Regions from separate parts of the Bos taurus genome. Here region 1 is linked to region 2. The links are chromatin contacts, called in public Hi-C maps. All regions are on one chromosome and are shown on one strand. Each heading gives the region's core, a stretch centred on a gene start, on an enhancer-like site or on the middle of the called end of the contact. The rest is flanking DNA. Distances are from core to core; before and after follow the strand shown. Region 1 holds the start of ZP3 (zona pellucida glycoprotein 3). Region 2 has its middle 17 kb from the start of HSPB1.

Region 1 (3,385 bases), core at 867-3,366, 84 kb before region 2:
AGAGCACACAGGCCCTGGGCTCAAAGCCCACTTCGCTGACCCGTGGGAGCAGCTGCACAGGCGCCCCGCTTCACACCTGGTTTCACTGCAAAATAGGGACACCGCCCCGGGGGTTCTGGATCAGCTCTGTGTCACCAGCAAGCAAGGCCCTGTTGACCAGAGGCCTTGGGTGCGAGGTCCTGTCTCAAGCTGCTGCCCCCCACCCCGAGACACATACACCTTTTCCTTTTCCAGGGAAGGCCTGGGGGCCAAGAAAGCCCCCAGAAGAGGCTAGGAAGTTCCAGGAATTTCAACTCACTGCCACAGCAGTGACCACCTAACTCACCCTCCTTCTTCTGACTTATTCTCACGCTCGTCTCAGAGGGGGAAGCTGGCTTTGCGGCTGCCCAAGGCCGGAAGAGCACCAGCAGGTGCTGCTGGGCAATTTGCATCCCCTCCCAACACCCCCCTCCCAGTGAGCAGCTGCCCAGCCCGCCCTCACCGCTCAAACTTCAGAGGAGAGTCCTAGCTGTCCATTAGCAAGTCCCCAAGTGGAGAAGCTGCATATTTGTGGAACCCGGTGCAAAGGGAAAATGTGGGGCTCCTTGTCCAACAGGAAAGAACGTCAGGACAGTGGAGCATCATTAAAGCAAGCGTGGTCCCCGCAAGCCGCCGGAACCCCATGTGATTTTCCCCACGTGATTCTCATCTGGTGAGACCGGGCAAGCTGCCCAGCTGTGCTCCATGGTGGATCTTACAGATACTGACGTCTGCCCCCACTTCCATCCCAATTTCAGATGGAATATGGGGATCAGTCCCTGGGTGACTCTGATGCCCTAAGACTGGGAGTTACTAGTTAGGATAATCCCTTAACTCTAAGCAGCTCTGGCTTGCCTAAGCTCTCCCCAGGGAAATGAGGTCCAGGTGGCTTCAAGTCCAGCCCTAGGGACCATCCTGAGACCAGAGCTCCCGAGGACGACTCCAGGGGCTGAACTTGGCTGAACTGAGACCAGAGTCCAAGGGCTATCTGGGTGGGGGGCGTAAGGGAGGGGAGGACAAATCCTCTGAGGGGCAGCACGAAGTTGATCCAGGAATTGTGCACCTGCTGGGCCAGTGCCCTGGCCCTTGCTAGGAGGGCCCTCCTACCGAGGCTCTGCCCCTCCCCTTGGGGGACGATCTGGCCTGAATTACTCAGCTTTCCCCCTGCACACACACCCCCGTTTGAGACTGCCCCCATGGGACCCACACTTTGAGCCTCTTCAACCATGATGCCCTTTGACCCTGCCCTCAAACCACTTTCAACTCAAGGCTTCAAAGCCATTAACATGAATGAGGGACACCAAAATAGTTTTTTCCCGTGATGACTTTTGGGCTTTCTGAGGTTTCAAAATTCACCTCTTCCATTACAAGTTTCTAGGGCCCCATGAAAGCGCTGGGTTACCTGCAGAGTAACCCATCACGCACCCACCCCCCACCCATGTTGACTATGTCTTCTGGTTGCCCCCTAGGGGTTCAGAAGTCCTCAGAAATCAGAGTGGGGGTGCCCGGTCTGGCGCAAAGTGAACTGCCACTTCTGGTCTCCATCCCACCTCCCCAACTTTGGCACCCAGAGGCAGGAAACTCCCTCACCCCAGCGCCACCAAGGCCCAGCTTCAGGTCTCAGCAGCTCCACCCACTCAGCTCCCCCTAATGAAAGGGATCCACCCTAGCCCCACCTTCACCCACACTCTGCATCACCGGCCCCCTCCCGTGTCATCCCATCAAAGCCGGGGCTGCCGAGGTGGGGCCAAGCCTCACCTGCAAGATGTTGCCACACTCGTGCAGCCCGACCGCAAACCTAACCACGCCATCCGTGTCCGCGGAGGCCAGCGGCTCACAGTTGTCGGGGCCCAGGGTGAGGTCCGCAGGCCGGATGAGCTTCCCTGTGCCGAAAAGGTCTTTGTCGACTGTGACCACCAGCTGGGCCTCCTGACACTCCACCATCACGGCGGGCGGCTTTGATGGCCTGAAGCGCTCGGTTTCATCATCCCAGAAGGGCTGGGGGCTGCAGAGCTCTGTGCTTCCCCAGAGCAGAAAGCAGACGAACAGCCTAGAGCACGGCCCCATGGTGCCCACGAAGCCACTCCCACCCACTGTGACTCCTGGGCAGGCACCACCCACCGTCTTATACCCCTGATGATGGCCACTCACACCTGGGCCCCAAGTGCCTCTCTTCCCCAGCCAATCAAGTGGGCCAGGCCCCGATGCTTAAGGTGGCCCTCCAGGCCCGCAGCATCGGCCTCACCTGGGAGCTTGTTCAAAAGGCAGACTCTGGGACTTCTCTGGTGGCCCAGTGGTTACGAAGGTACACTTCCACTGCAGGGGGCACGGGTTCCACCCCAGATGGGGGAACTAAGATCTTGCAAGCACCGTGGGCAGGCCAAAAGAAAGAAACTCAGACTCTCTGACACAGCCCAGGCTAACTAAGTCAGGACCTGGTCTCCCTCTTTATCCCCAAGTGATCTGTATTCACATTAAGCTTTGAGAAGCATCAGCTGGTAGCCTGGTCAGTCATAGCTTCTCACCCCTTCCCTCCTTCCACCCTTTGCATCACCTAGAGAGGGAGCTAAGAGCTACCCTGGATCCTTAGGGTGTGTGTGTTGGTTGCTCAATCGTGTCTGACTCTTTTCAACCCCATGGACTATAGCCCACCAGTCTCCTCTGTCCGCGGGCTTCTCCAGGCAAGAATACTGGAGTGGGTTGCCATTTCCTTCTCCAGGGGATCTTCCCGACTCAGGGATTGAACCCACTTCTCTCACATCTCCTGCATTGGATGCGTATTCTTTCCCACTGTGCCACCTGGGAAGCCTGGATCATTGGGGGAGACCAGGAGAAAGCCCTTGACTAAGGACTGATTAAGGATGAGGAGAATTTTATCAGAGATGGGTGCTCTTTCTAAGCAGAGAAACCATGGTATCATTAGGAGACCAGGGAATGTTGTGGGATGCTGCTCAACTTTATTTTTTTTTTATAAGATTGCATTTTTCAATATTTATTTATTTGGCTGCACCAGGTCTCGGTTGTGGCACGTGGGATCTTTAGTTGTGGCATATAGGATCTAGTTCCCTGACCAGGGATCGAACCTGGGCCCCCTGTATTGGGAGCATGGTGCCTTAGCCACCGGACCACCAGGAAGTCCTTGCTGCTCAACTGCATAGGAGGTAGCAGGGAAGGGCAGTTCAGGCAGAGGGATCTGTGTGAACAGAGTGTAGACAGGACACTGGGTAGACCCGAGGGAAAACCTCAGGAACTCAGAGTTGCTGGAGCCTCAGGTCCCTAGGGGCCAGAGAGACAGTTCAGGGGGCTGGGGGGCAGGATCCTGAAGGTGCTGGGCTGAGATGCTGGACTTTGCTCTTGGTGGGGGAGA
Region 2 (3,776 bases), core at 693-3,192:
TTCAGAATCAGGTGTTCTTAAGCAGCAGTCTGCACCAGGGTCTGTGTGACCCGAGTCCACAAGGACAAAGTTACCTGCCCGTTACACAGGGGAACTCTTGTTTTCTGACTAGTCCTTTAGGTTAAGGCGTTTTGCCTCCTCACACCCATCTCCTTCCCTTGGATGGAAAAAAAAAACAAGGTGGGTGTCCACTCAGCCCTTGTGTTGACTCAGCAACCATTTACTAGGTTTGGTGAGTCCTGGTGCTCTGCAGCTGTTCTGCCCCTATGCTTGGCCTAGGTAGTGAAATAGTGCAGCCCACCATATTCCCAGAGTTGTCAGGAACCCGCAATCGTCTGACAGGCTGCCTTCACACTGGATCTACCTGGGAGAAGGAATCTAGACTTGTTTTAACGCAGTCTCCACGATGGACAAGTTACCCTACTGCTTACTGGCTCTTAGCCTCCTGAAGCCAGAATTGAGATGGGGAGTTTGGATGGTCCCTTCAGTTGTTTAAAGCCCGACTGACAGCTCATTTTGGATTCCCTTATGAAAGTATACTGCTGCTGGCGCTAAGTTGCTTCAGTCGTGTCCAACTCTGTGCGACCCCACAGATGGCAGCCCGCCAGGCTCCGCCATCCCTGGGATTCTCCAGGCAAGAACACTGGAGTGGGTTGCTATTTCCTTCTCCAATGCATGCAAGTGAAAAGGGAAAGTGAAATATGAAAGTATACTGCCTTCCAAAAGTCCTTGCCTCTGAAAATATGGAGGTGTTAACAGCTTATAGGTGGTTTTCCCTGCTCAGCTTAAAAAAAAATTCTTTGGGGGGAATGTTGTGGTCCCTCAGTGATGAATGCTAGGTTGGAGAGGGTAGTGGGTGGACCAAGTGAAAAATATTCTTTTGACCTAAATTAGGGATTACATTCATTGAATACACAAAATAGATTTAGTAAATGGCTGGGTAACATGTATAAAGGGGGAGCAGCTTGTCGCTGACTGCAAGCACTGTGGGTGAATTCCTTTCCATTGTAATTTCCCTAAGTGCTGTCCAGATCCTCAAAATCAGACACACACTTCATTACACTGCTGGGCAAAGGCAAAAGGAGCACCCTCCCCCCCAGTATCCTAAAGGTTAAGGATCTACAATGTATTTAGCCCAGTGGTGACAGCGCCGTAACAACCAAGGGAAGAAAACAAACGGCCTTGGTCCATCCCTCAGGGCTTCAGCACTCAAGAATGCACTTGCGACTGGTCTGGCCGCTCCTGACCCATTACTTGGTTTGCGGGGCCCTGGAGTTAGGAGGGCTCAGCATCCATCCGGGGCCCGACCCCGCCTCACCTAGGGGCCTGCTTCTGTGGCTCCATCCTCTGCTGCCCCCCGCCGGGCATTGCCCGGCTCTGCAGCCAAACCCGGGTGCGGCCAGGTTCGGCTTCCTGCAAGCCTTCGCGCGCCCCCGGCTGGGCCCAGACCCCGAGACGGCAGCAGGGCCGTGGAGCTCGGCCCGTCTCGCCCCAGCTCCAACCCATCGGGGAGAACCATCCTCGGGCTTCCCTCGGGTCACCTATCTTCAAACACCTAGGCCCCGGGGGGCAGGATGTCGCCCCCTGCGTGTACCCGGGGCCTGTTATGCGCCGGCACCACAGGCGCGCGTCGACACCGGCGACTCCTCATGGGTGAGCCGCACGAGCCCGCGCGCCGGTCAGCCTTGTCTCCGGGGGCGCTGCCCCTGGAGGTCAAGGGGAACCCGACAACCTGGGATCGGCGACGGGGCCAGGCCAGGCCAGACCACCCCGGATGTGAGCAAGGGCGGAGACGGGGCCGCCTTCCAATCGGGGGCAGCAGCGAGAGCCAATCACAGCCAGCCTGCCCCGCTCGTCCAATGGTCGGCCTGTCGCTAGGGCTCTGCTCCGGAATCAGCCTGGCGGTTGCCCGAGCCCAACCGCTGCGCTCCGCCCGGGCTCTCCTCCCACCGCCGGGCCGTCCTAAGCCACACCCACCCCGCCTCCGTTCACTCTCCCCTCTCTCCTCCCCGGGTCTCCGCCCTCCTCGCGGGCCTTTGTCACCCGGAGTAACCTGGCCAGGCCTCTGTAGGGCATTACAACGCCTTATAGGGAGTTAGCGACCTCTGCGGGCCTTGTCCGTTGCCGCGATCGGTCGGCCGAAGGAGCTGGCTTGGAAGGGCGGGGTTTGGGCTCCCGCGGGGCCCGCGACCCAATGCCTGACCCTCAGAGTTCCCTTCTGGAACAACGACGCAGCCTGTCAAGTCCAGGGCGGGTTCGCCATGCTTTCTAACCTACGTGGATCTTGTTCTGGAACCAGCCCCTGGAGGTCTCCGTTATTTTCATATTGCAGAGAAAGCCGGGGGTCTCTCTGTACCACTTGCTTGCCTGACCCTCCCAGCAGTTGGCGGGACTCAAGGGGTTGGCCACCGAGTTCCATCACCTCACACGCAGGCCCCACGGTCCAGAGGACGCCGAGGCCAGACTCTGCTGCCTTGGACATCAAGGCCTTCCATGGCCAGGCCCCCGCCCAGGTCTCTAGCCTTCCCTGCCGCTTGCAAAATGCCCTCCCACTCAACGCCCTTCTTTCCCCCACACTTCCGGGGTGGCCGCTCTGAGCGGTGGCCAGCCAGAGTTCTTCCCCCAAGAAGCGGATGTCAGAAATGTTAGGAAGCTCAGACAACCCCAATCTCCGCCCTTCTCATCTCCCAACCTAGAGCTGTGTAATCTGAGGCTAGGAGGGGAGATGGGTTGCCTGAGGCAGTGTCAAATCTGGAGTGAGGAATTGAAGACCAACTTCAGTGTGGCTACTGGCTATTTAGAAAGGTGAGATTTCTGTCCCCAGCAACATGTGTCGTTTTCCAGATGAAGGGATTTCAGTGGTAGAAAGCTTAAGAGTTTAGGATTTGAATTCTCCCATCCTGTTCTAGTTGTGAGGCATAACTTCTCAAGTTCCTTAGTCCTTCAGAAGTCAGTTTCCATATCTGTGAAATGGAAGCCCAGTTCTAACTCCTGGACCACCTGAGAATTCCCTCACAGTCTGTTCTTTTCTTTCTTGGAACTTTATGTTCCTGGTTATAAATTAAATCTCATTATCAATTGCTCCATTGCTTCTCTCCATCCATCCTCACATCATTTAAACTCGTTAAGTGTCTTTAGTCTTGAATGGAAATCTTCTCTAAAGAAGATTATTTTCTAAAGCTCAAGTCCCATTTCCTTCCATTTTGTAATAGAACTGAAAGAACAGTTACTGCTTCCTCATATTGCCTTCGACTTTTTTTTTTCCTTTTGGCTGAGATGCAAGCAAGCAAGCAGAATCTTAGTTCCCAGACCAGGGATAGAACCTGTGCCCCTTTCAGTGGAAGCACGGAGTCTTAAACCCCTGGACGACCAGGGAATTCCTCCCTCAACCTTTGACTTACAAAGATCACCAGTGATTTCACTTTGTAATAAGGGTGATCTCCATTCTTAATAAGATCAAAGTTATCTTCCCATAATTTTCATGAGTGTTTCTTACTCGAAAAATAAGTAACTAAAGACTTCCCATGTATTGGCTTCCCTTGTGGCTCAGCTAGTAAAGAATCCGCCTGCAATTTGGGAAACCTGGGTTCGATTCCTGGGAAGATCCTCTGGAGAAGGGAACGGCTACCCACTCTAGTATTCTGGCCTGGAGAATTTCATGGACTGTTTTGTCCATGGAGTCTCAAAGAGTGGGACACGACTGAGCGACTTTCACTTCCCATGTATTAATTCATATAACCAACTTCATTTTGCAGAGGAAGAAATGGATTTAGTAA

What was found. Hi-C and Micro-C count contacts between places; a contact is called where the count stands out from the background.
Region 1: a contact with region 2 is called in a Hi-C map of an unstated tissue, with 2.9 times the contacts expected there. The contact joins the promoter of ZP3 here to the enhancer-like site in region 2. A contact is called at or near these places in 2 of 11 Hi-C or Micro-C datasets (skeletal muscle and an unstated tissue).

The regions. Positions count from the first base shown.
Region 1 is chr25:34,444,885-34,448,269 of ARS-UCD2.0, reverse strand. It overlaps ZP3 (zona pellucida glycoprotein 3), which reads right to left and starts at 2,116. Exons shown (of 8, transcript NM_173974.3): 1 at 1,777-2,116. The coding sequence starts at 2,085.
Region 2 is chr25:34,360,332-34,364,107 of ARS-UCD2.0, reverse strand. No RefSeq gene overlaps it. Among named protein-coding and RNA genes, the nearest start is that of HSPB1, 17 kb to the right of the region's middle. Within about 2 kb of position 1,942, at least 96 of the 102 cell types and tissues checked have an H3K27ac peak or open chromatin away from gene starts, as enhancers often do. A contact at or near this core is called in skeletal muscle, where this site is marked.